Linked DNA regions of Ovis aries: region 2 is linked to region 1. Evidence: chromatin contacts called from public Hi-C data. All regions are on one chromosome and are shown on one strand. Each heading gives the region's core, a stretch centred on a gene start, on an enhancer-like site or on the middle of the called end of the contact. The rest is flanking DNA. Distances are from core to core; before and after follow the strand shown. Region 1 holds the start of RPS19BP1 (ribosomal protein S19 binding protein 1). Region 2 holds the start of ADSL (adenylosuccinate lyase).

Region 1 (2,974 bases), core at 348-2,847:
CTTGCTCCTGTTGTCTTACCTCCCCGAGACTCAGTTCTTTTAACAAATACCTGAACACCTTTATACTGCACCAGGCCCTGGGGAATTGAGGCTTCTCTTGTGGCTCAAGACAGTAAAGAATCTGCTTGTAATGTGGGAGACCTGGGTTCGATCCCTGGGTTGGGAAGATCCCGTAGAGGAGGAAATGGCAGCCCACCCCACTGTCTTGACTGGAAAATCTCATGGACACAGGAGCCTGGCGGGCTACCGTCCACGGGGTTACAAAAGAGTCAGACACAACGGAGCAACTAACAGTGGGGATTTGAAGACACATTAGGAGCTCAAGTCCTGCCACAGGTCAAAACATCAAAACACCCTGCCATCCTGCCCACACTGTTCAAGTCTGTACATCTCATTAAGCGTCACCAAATCCCTCAAGATGCTCCCTCCATCCTCACAGCCAATCCACCACTGACACCATCAACACAGCTTCCATCTGCAGGACTCTCTTGTTATCTCCGCACTGTCACCGGTGCTCAGGCCACAGCACCTTCTGCTTGAAGGGACAGGTGGGAGCAGGGCTCTGGAGACACACTGCCTGGTTTCCACCTGTACCATCTGGGCAGGGGTCTGTTTCTGCATCTGAGCAATGGGGGTAATGACAGCGCCGACCTCACAGGGTTGTGAGGAACAAATGAGCAAACATTTGTCAGAGGCTGAGAACAGCACCCAGAGTGTTAACTTGTATTAAACGCTCAGTGTCTCACCCTCCTTTACCGTATGTCACCTCAACCAGGCTTCTTTCTTTCGACATTTCAAAGATTAATAGTAAACTTCTGATTCCACATATGCCAACAGTATACTTCCCCCAGCTCATTCTTATACTTCCATCAGGTCTGTGCTTAAATGTCGCTTCCTCAGAGAAGTCTTTATTCTAAGTCCCTTTCATACTACCCTAGTTTTACAGCACAAATCTCATCACAGAGACCCAACCTGACCCAACCCAAACCCAAAAAGTTTGAAAACGCTGATTTTGAAACTCCTCAGTGTTCTCTCCCCACTAGGACTGTAGACCTTGAGGGTCGGGACGATGTGACTCGTTCATCTCCGTGTTCCCAGGACCCCGCTCCGCGGCCGTCGCACGGCAGGTAGTCTAGAAACGCCTGGGTAACATGTGAAGCCCTGACTCCAGCGCCAGTTCCTCCAGGGCACCGCGGCCCCCGGGAGCAGCGCGTTCAGCGCCTTCCCAAGCTCACCCAGCGCCGACTTGGGCACCTTTCCCTTGGCGGAGTTCCGCAGTTTCTGGGCCTGGGTCGCCTTCGCCTTCCGGGTCCGCTTCATCGGAGCTTGGCTCGGTTTGGTGTGTCCTGGAGCGGCGCCGGGGGCTGTAAAGAACGGGCTCGGGTCGGAGGGCGCTCAGGGTTCCCATCCCACCGAGGCTAAGACTGGTTTGGATCGTTTGGCGCCCTCGGGGCTCCTGCCCCCAGCCCCTGCCACCTTCCCGCCTGGCCGAACGTCCTCGGACAGAGCCTCCTTACCCTCAGGAGCCCCCAGTAGCTCCAAGCCGCGCCGCAGCAAAGCAGCCGACATAGCTGCCCTTAGTTCTGCCCACACAGCTCAACTACTTCCGCCTCGGCCCCCGAGGTGGTTTCGGCGGAAACCTGAGCCAGAAGCAAAAGTTCCACAGTGAGCGGACGGAAGTGCCCACCTTCCTTAGAACGCATGCGTAAGGTTTACTAATCGGCGGAAAGGGGGCGGGATCTGGAGGCGGGGCCAAAGCGCCAAAGAAGCATTGGTTGTCCAATCGCAACCCAATCAACCGTTTGCGAGACAGGCGGCACCTTCCCCCGGAAACCGCCCGCCAGTAACTCAGCCTCGTAGGTAAAGCCTCTGCGGTCTGGCCGCTACGTAGTGGGCAAGGCCGGGGAGGGGACTTAGTATTCTCAGTTTTTACGAAAAAGGGAAATATATTTTTGGAAATATTTTTTCATATACTTCAACCAGAGCAACGTTTACTTCGGCGTGAGAATCCAGCTGTCTTGCCTTAAGCCAGATATTAAAGATATTTGCAAAAATGCAAAACAGTATCAGTGGGTTTTTAAAAAAACTATTTTGTTTGGTTTTGAAAAATACAACCATTTTCATTAAAATACGTCAGTTACGTTAATATGTGAGTTTGTTACTGTTATTTTAAATTAATAAATATTTTAAAATGTATTTGTTTTATTTTCTAACGTGGTAACTCTCATTAGATAGTTACATATGCAGAAGCTCTTTGGGATTCTGACGTTTTTTAAGAAGGAAGAGGACCTTGGGCCACCTCTTGGGTAGCTCAGTGGTAAAGAATCTGCCTGCCAGTGCAGAAGACACAGGAGCCACGGGTTCGATCCCAGAGTCAGGAAAATCCCTTGGAGGGGGAAATAGCATTCCACTCCAGTATTCTTGTCTTGGAAGATCCCATGGATAGAGGAGCCTGGCAGGCTGCAGCCCATGGGGTTGCAGAGAGTTTCTTATATAAAATATCGATAGTTTGAGAAATCCTGGCTTAGAAATTAGTGCTCTTCTTGCTGCAGGGAGGAGCCCTGTCTTGTTCACTGCTGCTGCACTCCTAGCCCAGTACCTGGCATGCAGAAGGCACTCAATAAATGAGTGGTGAATGAATTCGGAGTACAAACATGTTCTGAGGGCCTTTTGTATACTAGACCCTGTAGAGTGTAGGACATGGAGGTGACTCAGTTGCTCCTGTGTAAATGAACCTGACTAACCTCCACCAGCTTGTCCAGAAGGGAGAGAAATGCCTAAACAAACATTAATAATAACAAACTACCTCGAGGTGCTGTTTTCAGTGTTTTACATTTGTTGGCTCACTTACACCACCCCCCTCGCTCTGAAGTAGAAACCACTGTTTCCCTCATTTTACAAATGGCTCAGAGGGGCCAAGGAACCTATCCAGGTCACATCGATGGTGTCAGAGCTGGGAATAAAGAAAGACCAT
Region 2 (2,974 bases), core at 137-2,636, 720 kb after region 1:
CCGGGGACCAAGGCAGGCATGATCCCCGCCCACACCAAGTTTGCCATCAATGGAAAAGGCCAACAGCACTGAACTCTGGTGAGAGTTATGAGAGAGGCCTATATGAAATCTGAGGTGGGACGGGAGAACACTACAAGGGTGGTCCATCCATTTTTTAGTGAATCATGAAAAAAAAAAAGCAGAAATGGAAAGGTGACAAGAAGTTATTGTCAAAGATGAGATCTTACAAATCTTGAGATTTAATCAGAACTTTCAATATCCCTTAAGTCTTACAGTTACTGGGAAAAGGGCCACCTCAACCAACAAGCTGAAACTTCAAAATGGACATCCCCTTATAGTGAGACACTCAAAAAAAGGTAATTTCAAAGCAATATAGTAGCTGCTACTGTAGCACAAAGGGAAGAAAACATTTGAATCTGGTAAGAACTGAGAGCCTGGAGCCACATGAGCTATCTCAAGACGGTCAATCTCCTCATGCCTTCACTTTGTCACCTGAAAAATGGGGATCAGAATAATGGCAGGCATTTACTGAGCACTTACGCCGCACTGGAGAGTAGTGTATTGTATTATTTAACAATACCTGAACAATTCAGGGCCCTCACATGGATTTAATGAGATTACTTGTGTAAAGCACTCAGGTCAGTGCCTGATACCTAGTGAAAGTGAAGTGTTAGTCCCTCAGTACCCTCGGACTCTTTGCGACACCATGGACTGTAGCCCACCAGGCTCCCTCTGTCCATGCAATTCTCCAGGCAAGAATACTGGACTGGGGTAGCCATTCCCTTTTTCAGGGGATCTTCCCCACCAAGGGATCGAACCCGGTCTCCTGCATCGCAAGCAGATTCTTTACCGTCTGAGCCACCGGTGAGACCACCATAAACATTAGTGGGTTTATTATTAGTGGCCAACCAGAGGGAAGAGTGGGTTCATCGGTGACATTTTCTGACCTTGAGTAAGATGTAGTGGGAAAGACGTGTCCCAGGGCGGAGAACTCAATGCCGATTTCCCCTGTCTTGTACTTGTCTCAGAACCGTGCTGGGGGCCCGGCAGGCGGCAGGAGGGGAGGGGAGGAGACAAAAATAATAGCAAAAAAACAGTGCTTTCCAAATGTCTTGGACATCAATTTGATGTCCTCAGAGCAATCCTAAAGGCGGGTCTTAATGTACCTTTTTTCGGATGAGAAAACTGAACGCAGAGCTGCGGAGGTAACTTGTGAAGCACTGACCACGTTTCTCGTAAAACCAAGAGAAACGCTTTAACCCTCAGCAGCGAAGAGCCTAAAATCTGCAGCCCTGAAGGCTCTGGTCTCCCGGAAACCCCAGGGGTGGAACCAAGTGGAAGAAGTCCCGCCCACAGACTTCCGCTTCCGCCCTCGCTGACCCAGTCAGCTCCGGCGGGGTCCAGAGTCCGGGATGGCCGCAGGGGGCGACTGTGGCGGGCGGGAGGCGGCCTGTGAGTACGATAGCTATCGCTCGCCGCTTGCTTCCCGTTATGCCAGCCCGGAGATGTGCTTCCTGTTTAGCGACAAGTACAAATTCCGGACCTGGCGGCAGCTCTGGCTATGGCTGGCGGAGGCCGAGCAGGTAACGCATCTGGAGGCGGGCCCCGCCCTGCACGTGCCAGGCTGGGACTTAGTGCGCGGGCTGAGCCTCCCCAGGCAGCTGCCCCGCTATTTTCGGCCAGGTGTTCCCTTTCCGGAGGAACGGCCCCAGGAAGGCCAGGGCAGGAGGCCCAGCAGTCGCCACCTGTTACCTCACACGTTTTAATGGTGGAGGGTTGGAGATGGACGGTGGGCGGCGAGAAGTGCAGTTACCGTTTCCGGGAGTAAGTCTTGGCGGTTCCTGTAGGAGTGCACCGCCGAGTGCTCCTTCTGTGCGGTTGTGCTCGCTTCTGCACACATCTTTACCCGGTTAACTCAGAAAGACTTTGCAGACTAGGGCGCGGTTTCCCACGTTATAGGAGAGAAGACCAAGCCTCGATGATGTGCCAGTGAGATATTTGCTTCTAACCATTATGACAACCCACTCCAGTATTCTTGCCTAGAGAATCCGATGGAGAGAGGAGCCTAGCGGGCTATACAGTCCAGGAGTCGCCAAGAGTCGGAAATGACTGAAGCGAGTTAGCACTCCTATAAATAAAGGAACCCGGTGTGAACCCATGACCATGCAAAGCCTAACTGAACGCCCAGCCACCTCGCCCTCCACATGCCTCTGTGTAGTCAGAGACCTGTCACTGCAAAATACACATTTCCTGGGCCATTTTTTCTTCTTCACTAGACTGCCTTTTTTTGTCTCTGGGGAGAGAGAATCAGGGTAGGGGGTTATTAGATGCGAGTTATGGGTTCTGAGAGCTTCATGTAGAGGTATTCTGCCGAGCGGTTTCAGAAATAGCCCCAGAAGGATCTTCACAGAAGCGCTGAAGGAAGCATGAGAGTGATCCAGAGAGCTATAAAGTTTCCGAGGAAAATGCCACACAAGCAAGATGGCAGTCCTCTCCGAAATGACATTTAGTAACCTCAGAAACAATCTGAGTACCTACCTAGGACCAAGGTATAGGGTCCCCGAACAGGAAACTTTCTTCCTAAATTTTACACCCTTCCTATCACCTTGCTCAAGAAATAAAGTAGTACATGACACTAGCAGACACAGTACTCTGTAATGGCTTATATAGGAAAAGAATCTAAAAAAGTGGATGGATATATGATAACTGATTGATTTTGCTTTTCACCTGAAACTAACACATTCTTTTAAAGCAACTATACTCCAATAAAAAAATTTTTTTAAATGCTAGCAGACATTTCTACAGTGCCTGCTATGTGTGCTCAGCAGTTTGAAGACCTTAAAAATTAATTTACTAATTCTCAAAACAATTCTTTATAAGCATGTGATTCCTGTTTTACAGAGGATAAAATGAAGGCACAGATTTCATAAACAGAGCTCGGATAACAATAATAGTAGATCAGGACATGAAGTGT

What was found. A called contact is a pair of places that touch in the nucleus more often than the background predicts.
Region 2: a contact with region 1 is called in a Hi-C map of liver, with 5 times the contacts expected there. The contact joins the promoter of ADSL here to the promoter of RPS19BP1 in region 1. A contact is called at or near these places in 7 of 16 Hi-C or Micro-C datasets (blood, hypothalamus, liver and 2 more).

Annotation. Positions count from the first base shown.
Region 1 is chr3:216,775,098-216,778,071 of ARS-UI_Ramb_v3.0, forward strand. It overlaps RPS19BP1 (ribosomal protein S19 binding protein 1), which reads right to left and starts at 1,598. Exons shown (of 4, transcript XM_004007001.5): 1 at 1,518-1,598; 2 at 1,236-1,364. The coding sequence starts at 1,569.
Region 2 is chr3:217,491,096-217,494,069 of ARS-UI_Ramb_v3.0, forward strand. It overlaps ADSL (adenylosuccinate lyase), which reads left to right and starts at 1,387. Exons shown (of 12, transcript XM_060413572.1): 1 at 1,387-1,452. LOC106991094 (a long non-coding RNA gene) reads right to left here and starts at 1,337. Exons shown (of 2, transcript XR_003588544.3): 1 at 948-1,337.